Regions from separate parts of the Mus musculus genome. Here all the other regions are linked to region 1. The links are chromatin contacts, called in public Hi-C and promoter capture Hi-C maps. All regions are on one chromosome and are shown on one strand. The core of a region is the stretch at or near the end of the contact, and the rest is flanking DNA. Distances in the headings are between cores, read along the strand shown.

The links. A called contact is a pair of places that touch in the nucleus more often than the background predicts. Capture Hi-C pulls out chosen DNA fragments and counts their contacts.
Region 2: a contact with region 1 is called in a Hi-C map of bone marrow-derived macrophages, with 28 read pairs. The contact joins the enhancer-like site here to the promoter of Htr2b in region 1. A contact is called at or near these places in 23 of 39 promoter capture datasets (the 3T3-L1 cell line, the C10 cell line, the HPC-7 cell line and 13 more), 4 of 484 Hi-C or Micro-C datasets (bone marrow-derived dendritic cells, bone marrow-derived macrophages, embryonic fibroblasts and 1 more), 3 of 115 datasets of contacts at active chromatin or transcription factors (bone marrow-derived dendritic cells, bone marrow-derived macrophages and effector CD8 T cells) and 6 of 9 other capture datasets (adipose tissue, bone marrow-derived macrophages, embryonic stem cells and 3 more).
Region 3: a contact with region 1 is called in a promoter capture Hi-C map of liver. The contact joins the promoter of B3gnt7 here to the promoter of Htr2b in region 1. A contact is called at or near these places in 5 of 39 promoter capture datasets (the C10 cell line, cranial neural crest, hematopoietic stem and progenitor cells and 2 more), 1 of 115 datasets of contacts at active chromatin or transcription factors (embryonic stem cells) and 3 of 9 other capture datasets (adipose tissue, liver and pancreatic islet).

The regions. Positions count from the first base shown.
Region 1 is chr1:86,109,861-86,114,077 of GRCm38.p6, reverse strand. It overlaps Htr2b (5-hydroxytryptamine (serotonin) receptor 2B), which reads left to right and starts at 2,098. Exons shown (of 4, transcript NM_008311.3): 1 at 2,098-2,199; 2 at 2,962-3,544. The coding sequence starts at 3,196. All of the region lies in intron 16 of Psmd1 (proteasome (prosome, macropain) 26S subunit, non-ATPase, 1), which reads right to left.
Region 2 is chr1:86,337,517-86,341,733 of GRCm38.p6, reverse strand. No RefSeq gene overlaps it. Among named protein-coding and RNA genes, the nearest start is that of Snora75, 12 kb to the left of the region's middle. Within about 2 kb of position 2,118, at least 5 of the 459 cell types and tissues checked have an H3K27ac peak or open chromatin away from gene starts, as enhancers often do. A contact at or near this core is called in bone marrow-derived macrophages, where this site is marked.
Region 3 is chr1:86,301,256-86,305,472 of GRCm38.p6, reverse strand. B3gnt7 (UDP-GlcNAc:betaGal beta-1,3-N-acetylglucosaminyltransferase 7) reads right to left here and starts at 2,252. Exons shown (of 2, transcript NM_145222.2): 1 at 1,919-2,252; 2 at 1-428. The coding sequence starts at 1,929. Gm28626 (predicted gene 28626) reads left to right here and starts at 1,413. Exons shown (of 2, transcript NR_151592.1): 1 at 1,413-1,509; 2 at 1,855-2,410. It overlaps Gm16341 (a long non-coding RNA gene), which reads left to right and starts at 3,703. Exons shown (of 3, transcript XR_387210.3): 1 at 3,703-4,145.

The DNA.
Region 1 (4,217 bases), core at 849-3,348:
CACATTCTTTAGAAAACACAAGTATTTGGACAAGGAAAGACAGCCTATAATAAACTAGTTTAGGCATTTAATCTCTTTTGAGGAGTATAATAAAGCTATAAGCTCTTTGTAGGTTTGTCAATGTTTCAGCAGACAGCTCTAGATGGACCAACAAGCATCTAAGCAGAGACTGCAATGCAAAACACACTGAAAGCAAAACTCTTAACAGTAATCTTTGCTCACACATATGTGCATGTAATGATTTAAAGTAATAGTAAATGAAGTCATGATAAAATTATATAACCATGGGGCTGGAGAGATGGTTCAGCGGTCAAGAGCACTGACTGCTCTTCTAAAGGTCCTGAGTTCAATTCCTAGCAACAATATGGTAGCTCACAACCATCTGTAATGGGATCCAATGCTCTCTTCTGGTGTCTGAAGACAGCTACAGTACACTCACATACATAAAATAATGAATAAATCTTTTAAAAAATTGTATAACCGTTTTGCAATTTACAAAGAATCAAGAGATCTCAACATGATTATCAATCAACATCTTGAAATCAATCAGACCTTATGCAAACCACCAGCCTTAGCTCTCAATAGGAAATAGAAAATAAATGAGTAGAAAGAAACTGAATCTGAGTATTATGAAACTTGTAGAACAATTAATCAGGTATCGGAAATAGGGGTTGGTGAGATGACTTAGCAGGTAAGAAACCTGTTGCCAAGCCTGACTTTCTGAGTTTAATCATTGGGACACACATGCAAACTGTCTTCTGACCACACAGTGTGCTGAGCCATACACACCCTTCCCCACATCACGCATGCAAAAACCAAATAAGATGTTAACAAAAATTTAAGAATTTTAGGAAATGCAATCAACAAAAGTACTATGAGAAATCAAACAGGAATGATGACCCAAAAGAAGGAAGAAAAAGAAGAAAGAAAATAAATAGATCTTGAGGATTATCCTGAGCTAATGGTTGATGGAGAAGAGAAAGCCATTTTCTTCCGTGGTACCCTCACTGCTACTGTGTCCATGGTCTGTAAATAAGCTAATAAAACAGCCTGCCGGGACACTGATGCAAAGATTCAACCCAGGAAAGTAGAAGAGGGCTGGCAGCGATGAGAAGGAGGACAAGGGAGGTCAAGAGGATGTGAAACATGATGGAATGCCTTATGCATATGTATGAATATGCTTAATAAGAAACACACAAATCCCATCAGTTACGTAAAGAAGCAATTAAACTCTGAGAGACCTGTGAAGACCCTTTAAAAAGGAAACACTGAGAATACTAGAGGCTTTTTTTTTGTCTTGTTTTGTTTCTCTGTGTAGTGCTGGCTGTGTCAGGACTGGTTCTGTAGAACAGGGTGTCCTTGAACTCAGATAGATCTGCCTGCCTCTACCTCCTAAGTGCTGTGACACCACTGCCCTGCTGTAGCTTTAATGTTAAGCCAGGTTTATAGTTTAGAGAAAATCTCAAGAGCATACATGGTAAGATTTATACATTATTTTTCAGAAATAGGGCAGAAATAGATTTTTACTTCACATTATACACTTTTCCCAATTAAAAATCACTGGAAAAGAAGTTGCCAATGAACCAGCTTCCAAATTCAGATGCTGTTTAAAAATGAACAGTGACAAAGTTTCTGCCAAAAATCTATGTATACAAGCAGCATGCAGCTTTTTCTGTGCTTTTCTATATAAGGCTGTGACATGAGTAAATTTATTGCACTCCACAGCAAAGGCATTAGCTGGATGAAAATATTGTCTCACAGGTAAAAATCCCAAGTGTGTGAACTGCTATACAGCTAATGGAGGAGACTCTCCATTTTATCTTCTTTTCTCAAAAGGGAAAAACAGCCTAGGCCTCATTCCAAATAAAATCATCTTATGCTAAAGTTTAGAGTTTACCCTCTAAATATCAAAGAGAACACATAAGAATAGAACTTGAATCAGGTCATGAACTGGTTGGAACACGATTAACGAGGAGTTTTATGAATTACAATGACTATAGCTATATTCTAATAATGACAGTATCAAAGAGGAAACAACCTCTCTGGCAGGCAGACAGCTGCACAACACATTTGTTACACTGCTTACGAGCACCAGCCGCTAAGACTCAGAGCAAGTCAGTGGGGGAGGATCTGCCAGGAGAGGGAGTCCAACTGAACAGACACAGGACGGCTGGCTTAGGAAGCCACAGAAGACAAGCGGTGAGTATTTAGCAAATTCATATGCAACTAGCAGGTTTTTGTTGTTCCCATTTTAATCTTCAGGAGCTCTGCTTCCACATTCCTTTGTATCTATTCAGTGGTTTAAAAATTATAAATATGAAGGCAAATTTAATATGGGAGTTGTCAGTGTAATGAACAAATAACATAATCTTCCTCTTAAAGTGCTTCTCAAGGGAACTGGGAAAGTAAAGAAGACTTAAGAACTTAAAAAGAACTGGTTCAAAGTTGGCAGACTGATTTGATTACATTTAAAATCTTGTGGAAAGAAGTGATTACTACTAAAAGCAAGTATTTGGCTAGTGATACTTTGTACTACTTTCTCTCCAACTTAAGAAATTATTTTAAGAATTATAAAATGAGTTACAAACAAGCTTTTAAATCAACACTCATTCAGGTTCTTAGCTGGTAAATTCTTTACTCATAGGTGGGCTTGCCTCTTACTGGTGGGCCACTATTCTGAATGCTTTCTAAAGTTAAGGGACAAGGTATCCAAGGGCCAGATACCACGTAATGCGCTATCGTCTCTATTATCAACTCTGGGGGCACTGGCTGCACTGTCACAATACATACCGTCCTATCAAAACGGGAGGGGGAAGCTCTAGTGTTTTTTTACTGCTTTTTAGAAATAACTACCTCTGTATCTAGAAGGAAACTCTGATAAATTCATGTCTTAAAATTATAGAAAAAAAGAAATGATAAACTAACATTTTTCATCCACATCTATTGGTGTCTTTCATCAAGTCTTCTGGAATCTAAGCCTCTAGAAAATCTAAAATGTGGATGTCTTACCTGCAAACACGGACAGACGTGTACACAGTCCCATCTTCGAGAGCCTGAATCTTTTTAGAAGGAAGAAGTCACCTTGGCTGTGAGTGTCTGGTAGGTTTGCTAAATGCTTTGCTAAAGCAGATGACTTGCTTAGCTACTGACCATGCTGACCACTGTCTGGAACTGGACTGAGTCACCAAAAGGCGAATGGCTTCATCTTATAAAATGTCTGAACAAAGCACAACTTCTGAGCACATTTTACAGAAGACATGTGATCACCTGATCCTGACTAACCGTTCTGGATTAGAGACAGACTCAGTAGCAGAGGAAATGAAGCAGACTGTGGAGGGACAGGGGCATACAGTGCACTGGGCAGCTCTCCTGATACTCGCGGTGATAATACCCACCATTGGTGGGAACATCCTTGTGATTCTGGCTGTTGCACTGGAGAAAAGGCTGCAGTACGCTACCAACTACTTTTTAATGTCCTTGGCGATAGCAGATTTGCTGGTTGGATTGTTTGTGATGCCGATTGCCCTCTTGACAATCATGTTTGGTGAGTATTTCCCCTTGTTCCTGCCACTGAACACTACTAACGTAGTGAAATGGACACTCACTGACCTTTATTTTGTTTGAAATAAAAGAAGGACCTGGATTAAAAACACAGAAGGGAACATTCCTTCATTTTTCATGATTTGTAGTTACTGTGAAAGGACATACAAATAATTTCTTAGGAGCATGTTTACCCTTCCTCAGCCATCTTTATAAAGTCATTAAGTTGGCAATATTTGTAGATTCTGCATTTGTTACCTAAAAATTTTAGTAAGTAAAAAAAGTACATTTTTCAAAAAATTATTCATCCTTTCCCTTTAACAAAGTGATCGATAACTAGGACAATTGTGGGACTTTAATAATAGAATCATTAAATCAGCGAGTCCCAATTAAAGTTAGGCATTGTTCAAAAAATTCCTCTCCTAGCTCTTTCTAACCTGAGTACTAAGCTATGACATGGTGTCTACACATGCTAGAGAAGATGTTTAGTTACAAAAGGAAATGATCTTCCTCAAAGTATCTCAAGAGAGGTTCCATTTATTTAAAGTTTTTATGGTATCTGACCATCTGTGTTCCCAAAAAACTTGTAAGTTAATAAAAGAAATGGAACAGACCCTGAGTTACTGTGATAATAAAAATATAGTTTGACTTTCAGATTGTTATAATAAAAAAAGATA
Region 2 (4,217 bases), core at 869-3,368, 230 kb before region 1:
TTCTATAAGAAAGCAGGCTGAACAAGTCATTGGGAGCAAGCCAGTGAGCAGCACCTATCCTTGGCTTTTGCATTGACTTCTGCCTCCAGAATTTTGCTTTGTTTGAGTTCCTGTCCTAACTTCTTTCACTACTTAACATCAATGTAGATGTTTAAGCCAAATAAACCTTTTCCTCCCACCCCCCCCCCCAAAAAAATTTGTGACTTGCCGAGCATGGTGTCGCATGCCTTTAATCCCAGCACTTGGGAGGCAGAGGCAGGCGGATTTCTGAGTTCGAGGCCAGCCTGGTCTACAAAGTGAGTTCCAGGACAGCCAGGACTACACAGAGAAACCCTGTCTCAAAAAAAAAAAAAAGTGTGACTCAAGGGATGGAGAGATAGCTCAGCAGTTAAAAGCACTGACTGCTCTTAACCTGAGTTCAATTACCAGCACCAACCACATGGTGGTTCAAGACCAAGTGTAATGGGATCCATTGCCCTCTTCTGTCTGAAGACAGCTAAATAAACTAAAGATTTAATAAATCTTTAAAAAAAATTTTTGTGGGACTGGTGAGATGGCTCAGTGGTTAAGAGCACTGACTGATCTTCTGGAGGTCCTGAGTTCAAATCTTATTAACCACTTGGTGGCTCACAACCACCCATAATGAGATCTGAAGACAGCTACAGTGTACTTACATATAATAAATAAATAAAACCTTTTCTTAAAAAAAATTTTTTTTTGTGACTTGAGGGGCTGGAGAGATGGCACAGTAGTTAAGAGCACTTGCTGTTAGGACCTAGGTTCAATTTCCAGGATGTATATGTTGGCTCACAGCTGCCTGTTAACTCCGGTTCCAGGAGCTCTGACATCCTCCTCTGGCCTCCATGGGTACCTGCACACATACAGTGTGTGTGTGTATGTATGTATATGTGTATATGTATATGCCACTTACAGGCATATATATGCCATTTAAAGGCATACAGACTGGCAAAATCTTTGGTTTATCAACAGTGATCTCTTACTATTTCCCTTTTTCATACTATAAATAGTTATGTTTTTAAAAATTCTAGTCCCCATTTTTTTTTCAGGTTGTACTTTTTTTGTTTTGTTTTTGTTTTTATTTTTATTTTTGTTTTTGTTTTTCAAGACAGGGTTTCTCTGTATAGCCCTGGCTGTCCTGGAACTCACTTTGTAGACCAGGCTGGCCGCCTCAAACTCAGAAATCTGCCTGCCTCTGCCTCCCAAGTGCTGGTATTAAAGACGTGCAGCACCATGCCCGGCTGTACTTTTTTTTAAAAGACATATTTACTTATTTTATGTATATAAGTACACTGTAGCTGTCTTCACACCAGAAGAGGGCATTGGATCTCATTACAGATGGTTGTGAGCCACCATGTGGTTGCTGGGAATTGAACTCAGGGCCTCTGGAAGAGCAGCCAGTGCTCTTAGCCGCTGAGCCATCTCTTCAGCTCACAGGTTGTACTTTTTATTGATAATCTCCCTGTTGAATGTGGTCCCTACATGCAGTTCTAAAGAGCTGAGTTGGGTTACTAATGCAAAAAAGTTGTGATATGACTTCCAGGGAAAATTCAGCATGGTGTTTCTGGCCATAAGTTCAATGCTAAGGAACCAATAAAGTATACTCAGTAAGTTTATTTTTACCCCTCCCACCCTAGCAAGGTGTCTTTAAACACAGACAGACATAAATTGAGTATGATTGTGCATACCTGTTAAATTTAGTCACTTGGAAGGGGGAGGCAGAAGCATGGCCTGGGCTCTACAATGAGACTCATAAGCCAGGGTCCTACAGAAGCACTCTTACACACAACTCAAATGAATTTGTCTACTATCTAGGCCTCCCATCAATCCAGTCAAGACACTCAGAATCAACCATCATACCTGGTTACCTCAGGGACAACTTCTCAATTTGGCCTGGAGACAGGAACGTTGGGGCTACTGGGACCCCACACTTCACCCACAGGAAGGACCTTGTCTCTCTAGGTATTTGAATAGGAAGAGAATTGATTCAAGGGTTTATAGATTTGCAGAAAAAAGTCAGGGAGGTTCTAGGCGAAAAAGACCAATGGGGAGATCTTACTGATGAGGTTATAAAGCAGATGACCACTAGGGGGCGACCTGGAACTACAGAAACCTGCTAAGCTCTCAACTGCTCATTGAACACCAGGGACAGATAGCAGCAGTAGTTTTCTCTGTTCATCCCAGTGTATGGCTAGTTGGTTTCCACTCTCCCTCCCAATCTTGTAATAGCACTTACATTTATGGTCAGAATTCAGACTAGAGTATAAGCAGGTAGGGGTATCTATTTATTTTGTAGAAGACAGAGACCAAGGTCTTGAACAGATGTGTGCCACCAAGCCCCGTTCACAGGGCTTATGCATAACTTCAGGCTTGCTAGACAAAGTCCCTCAACTGAGGTTCAGCCTCAGCACTCCTGTGTAATTTTGCATGGTGGGCATGATGAAATTAAGTAAAGAGCAAATGACCAGGGCTGGAAACACTTCATGCACATGCCCAGCATGCCCTGGATTACACACACACACACACACACACACACACTCACACACAGAGGCACACACACACACACACACACACACACACACACACACACTCACACACAAAGGCAAACGATCCTGAAGAAAAAGAAATTGTATTCCCAAAGAAGGAAATAGAGTCTTCCAAAGAGGCAGAGTGGAGCCAGACAGCAGGTCCTCACAGTGTAAGGTTAATGGGTTTAACAGAGAGTTCTTGGCTTGAGCACAGAGACTTAACAGTGTATTCATTCATTCATTCATTCATTCATTCATTCATTCTCACAGTTAGTCTTAACAGCCCTGGAGACCAAAGGGGTAGCTCATAGAATCTAAGAAAGCCTGTGAAGCCAGGCGTGGTGGCACACACCTTTAATCCCAGCACTCAGGAGGCAGAGGCAGGCGGATTTCCAAGTTTGAGGCCAGCCTGGTCTACAAAGTGAGTTCCAGGACAGCCAGGGCTATACAGAGAAACCCTGTCTCCAAAAACCAAAAACCAAAAACCAAAAACCAAAAAAAAAAAAAAAAAAAGCCTGTGAAAGTTTTGAGAGCAGAACCCCACCCAAAGGACAAAACAATTCCTGTCAACCTGGAAGATGGTGTTTGCTTTGAAGTCAGGGGAGCAGAGGAAAAAAAGTGAATTCTGGTTTGGGAAGATGGCATCATGGCTCATGGGTAAAAGTGCCAGCTTCGAGATCTTGCCAACCCAAGTTCAATCCCCAGAACCCATGTGGGGTAGAAAAAGCTGGATCCGGTGACACATATTGCAGGTGACACATATTGCAGGTGACACATATCCCAGAACCTCCTGAGAGACGAGGGGTGAAGCTGTGAGCACGGCCCAGAAGCCGGGGCCAGTCAGCCTGGAGCACACAGCGCAGAGGCAGAGACTGGGCCTTAGGTGGTGGAAGCTGCAGGGTGGTGGTGGTGCCTGCCTTCAATCCCAGCCCAGTTCCAGCACTTGGGAGGCAGAGGCAGGCAGATCTTTGAGTTAAAGGCCAGCCTGGTCTACAGAGTGAGTTCAGGACAGCCAGGGCTACACACAGAGAAACTTTGTCTCCAAGAACCAAAAACAAACAAAAAAAGTAGAAGTGCTCAAAAGATGCTCCTTACTCTCCACAATGCACTCTATATGGCACACACACACTCACATGCACACACACATAATTACTACTACTACTACTACTACTACTACTACTACTACTACTACTACTACTACTACTATTGTGGATGATGATGATGATAAACTGGGCATGGTGGTTGCTCCATTAATTCCAGCACTCAGGAGGCAGAAACAAGTAGATCTCTTTGAAATTGAGGCCAGTCTGGTCTACATAGCAAATTCAAAGCCAGACAAAGTTACATGGTAAGACCCTGTCTCGAAAAGAAAGAAAGAGGGGCTGGAGAGATGGCTCAGCTGTTAAGAGCACTATCTACTTTCCCAGAGGATCCAGGTTTAATTTTTTGTTTGTTTGTTTGGTTGGTTTGGTTTTTCGAGACAGGGTTTCTCTGTATAGCCCTGGCTGTCCTGGAACTCACTTTGTAGACCAGGATGGCCTTCTAACTCAGAAATCTGCCTGCCTCTGTCTCCCAAGTGCTGGGATTAAAGGCGTGTGCCAGCATCGCCCGGCCCAGGTTCAATTTCTATCACCCACATGGCAATGGCTCACAATTGTCTATGACTCCAAG
Region 3 (4,217 bases), core at 1,003-3,502, 190 kb before region 1:
CTCGGCGGTCATGCTGTGTGATGACCGACTTGACAACCACCAGCATATAGACATCGCCAGCACACTTCTCTGGGTGGTTCAGCAACATGGGGAAATACCGGCAATGCCGATAGGCTAGAAACTGTCGGAAGTGTGGCTCCAGACTCTGGAACCAGGGCTGATGGGTCAGGTTGATGTTGATAGAGCAGTTAGTGGTGATCACATCCCAGACCTGGGGTCCCCGAGGAACTGTGGGAGTGGGAGCCGCTACATCCTTTGAACTCTTCCAGAAGCTGTTGGGGTTGACCAGATTTCCAGTTTTGGCTGGCCCCGGCGTGGGCGGTAAAGGATCCTGAAGGAATTGACCAGGGGTCACACTGCGCTGGAAAACGGTGACAGCCACAAGGAGGGCCAGAGCCAGGCATACACTCTTGTAGAGGGTTTTCTTCCTAAAGGGGAGCAGCAGAGAGGAAGGTGAGCTGGCACTCATACTCCTCCTGAGGATTAGGGGCCCATAGATGGGCCAGTGGACTCTACTTCCTGGAAGGTCAGAGGAACCTGCTGCTTTTCTCATGCTAACTGCCCAACTCAAGAAGCACTGTGTATTCAGCTACTGGGGTCCCAAACCCAACAACAATTTTGGGAAGGGGGCCATTTAACCCCTTAAGTTCCCCCAAAATGGGACAGAACACAGGATAAAGTACCAGGCATGAACCCAGTGAAATGCTGTCATTTTGCCAGGAAAAGAGACCACTGTCCATCCCCTGAGCTCTGGTTTTTATTTTTAGTTCACATACATATGTGGACAGCAGTATCACTTTGAACCAGTCACTCTAAGGGAAAAAGACAGTATCCTTGTTGCAGCTTTTGGGGAGTCTCCTTGTGGGCTGCAGTGGGGAGTGGGTTAGCAGCCCCCACTGACTCAACAGAAGCGAGCCTTTCTTGCTCTAATTGGGAAGTCTCGAAGGGAAGTGGACAGATCCCATCACGACTCCTTATCCTTACCTTTATATTCTACACAAAGCAATGAGGTGCCTAGCCCTTCAGTCCTGGGGACGAAAACCCACTTTCCGGGGCCCCTACCTGGTCAAGTAAGCCCAGCACACCCTTTTCAGAGGCAGAAATCCTAGCTCTTCTCAGGAATGATCCTGCCTGTGCCCCCTTCCCCAAGAACCTTCCCTCCTTAGCTCACACTGGGAGACTCATGACTTTCCAGGACTGGGCCAGCAGAGAGATGGTTCTCACCTCCAAGTCTGGGAGGTACAAGAGCCAGGGGCCCACGAAGCACGTAGTAGATAACGCCAGGTTTTAAGCCTGCGGAGGCGCAGGGTGAGTGAATGTTAAGTCCTCCTACCCACATTCATCGAGCTTTCCTCAAGAGCCCCATGACTTCCTGGTTACCAGGTTGGATGGAGAAAGACAGAAATGACTGGAGGCGCGCTGCTGGGAATGGAAGTAAGAGAATTCTGAACCCAGTACTCCAGTCCTCAGGGTTCTAAAGAAGCTCCACGTCGTAGCTCCGGAGTCCGGGTAAGAACCAGCCTCAGGGCCCTGGCTCGCACATACCAATCCACTCCATTAGTAAGAGCAAAGCCGGGGAAGGAGAAGGGTCGAGGCGGTCCGGAGAAGAGGCCACAGGAGGGAAGAGGGACCGGAGGGGTCGGGTGTGTGTGTGTCTGCTAGTGAAACCCCAAGGCTAGAGAGACGTTGCATACAGGCTGCCGGAGTCGTGGCCGCAGAGCCAAGCGTGCGCCTCGCATCTCCCACATCCCATCTGCCGCTCCGGCGGCGCGCCCTGCTCCGCATCTCCCGCCACCCTCGCTGCCCGGGGAAACTGGGGTCGGCCTCAGGACACCTAGCGTGCATCCCTTGCAGTCTGCGGCCCCGGGAGGAGGTGAAGCTCGGAGGTACTCTGCGCCCCACCGGGACCCCGACTCACCACAGAGACATGGCGGCCCGGTCCAGGGCAGCTGAGCGGGGCGCACGGATCACAGCTCTGAGCGCCGCGGCTGGGGACAGCGGGACGAGGCCGAGCCGCACCCCCGCTGAGACTTTCTTTTTTTCCCTGCGGCTGGAGGAGGGGCCTCAGGGGCGGTGGCCCAGGTAGGTTAACCCTTTGTGCCCCGGCTCACTGTGGGGACAGCAACTCCGTTCAGCCCTGGCCACCTCAGAGGCACGCCCCACGGGAACGCGAAGGGAAGAGCCAGAATCTCAGAGACCTTGAAGATCGCCAACATCCTGAGGCGGCGACTTCCCCGCTGCTGGGCCTTCACGGGGTCGCCCGCCTCGCCTCCTTCGGGACACGTGGGGACGTCGGACACCGCCCACCTCCACGCCCACCCGGCGCCTAGCGGCCTGGTTGCTTCCTTCTGGAGTAGCCCTGGGTGTGTAGAGTGGAGGGAGGTGGATAAAGGCTGTTTCCCTAAAGTTACCTTATCTCTGCCCTGTCTACTTTTCTTCTTCCCGGGCTCGCTTAGGCCTGGGCGGCGATCTCAAGAGAAGATGATGCTGGGTTGCCTGTGTTAGACCCCCAGCCAGCTCAGGTCAATCCAGCTCTGGGTTTCCCACTCTTTCTGCATTACCACCCCCCAGTGAGAAGGCTTATTATCCTCTGCAAAAAGTCCATTCTTTTGCTAGCGTGTTCGCATGTGCTTTTAATCCCAGTTGGTGGATTTCTGCGAGTTTAAGGCCAGCCTGGTCTACATGGTGAGTTCCCGGCCAGCAAGGTCTCCCTAATGAGACTCTTGTCTCAAAACAAACAAAAACCTCCTTCTTGTATTGCCAACAAATCCTTCACTTAACCGCACCCCCACTTTTTTTTTTTTTTTGTCTCCAGGTTTTTATTATTCTGCGGTGTGAGCACCATTTTCTCTTGGGAGTGGGCTACACACCACAATCACAGTACAGGGAGGGAGGGGACACCTTGATGCCTCCTCTGGGTGACTTGGGAACATTTCTGGTAGATAAGGCTGCTTACTGGTCCTTCTGTCATCCAGATGTCTGGGGGTCTGGGGTCGCTTCAGAAATACCCACAGGACTTTTTACATTCCAGCACTTCCTATCTGTCAAGCCTGGTTCTAGGTCCCCGGCATCAGTGGCTCACTTGGTTCTGGAGACGTGTGCTATGGTTTGTTCCTATCTTACCAGGAGTTAGAGTCAGGGACACACACCCTTAGATGAAGTCACAACCTTACTATTCAAACCCAGGAGGTCTGCCTGGCTCAGGAGGTGGTCCCTGAGTCCCGGCTCAGGCATTTCTATCAGATAGTAGGACTGGGGAACTCAATACCTTTCTGCAATGCTGTTCCTCTCCCAGGGAATACAGGGAGACAGAAAGTCCCAGGGAGTCCTAAGGGTGAAGATTACTTTTGTCCTTCCCTTAGCGATCCTTAGGCTCGGGTGTGTGCTTAAACAAATAGTGGAATTTTCTGGAATTTGTAAGCTCCAGTCGGAAATGATGAAGGGCCTTCAGATGAAAAATTCAGAGGAGAATCCTGGGACAATGCCCCTTTTAAGTCCTCAAGAAGCCCTGGCCTGAAGTGTAAGTCTCACAGGCCTGGCTGCCTGCCCCTAGGAGTCACTGCAGTCCCACTAGTCCCAGGTCACACCGGTCCTCAGTCTTCAGTCCTGGTTGTCTTAGCTTGGTACTGGCTACCTATCCCTGTCTCTGCTATTTCACCCAGGATATTGTGGTTTGTTTTGAATCAGGGTCTTGGCATGCAGTTCAGGCTGGCCTTGAACTCCAGATCACTTTGCCTTAGCCTTCTGAACGATGGGGGTTATAAATGTGCCAACACAGCTGGCACACCCAGGCTTTGGGCGTCTCTCTTTTTGCCCTGTAAGTGTGACTTTGGGGAAGAGCAGGTGCTCTGTCTCAGCTCTCCACAAGGTGCCTTGGGGGAGACCAGCCCTCTTGGCCTCTGATTCACCCTTCATCCCAGTGTGGCATTTCTCCAGGTGTAGGTGAAGGTGGACACAGGTGTTTCTGGTAAGGGCTGAGTGCCAGAGGGTTGGGGGTTGGGCCAGTTTTCCCCACTTCCTGGCTGCTGCTGGGGGGCAGCTGGCTTATCCTCTTGAGACCTCAATTTCCTGCCAATGCAGAGTTATGTGAGATGACAGAGGAAGCAGACACACCAGTGTCCCCTACACGCTGAGCCTTATGACAGGTGGGTGCTTTTGATATTATGATCACTAATATTTGACCTATCCCAGGGGATCCCAAGGGAACAGGGAAGCAG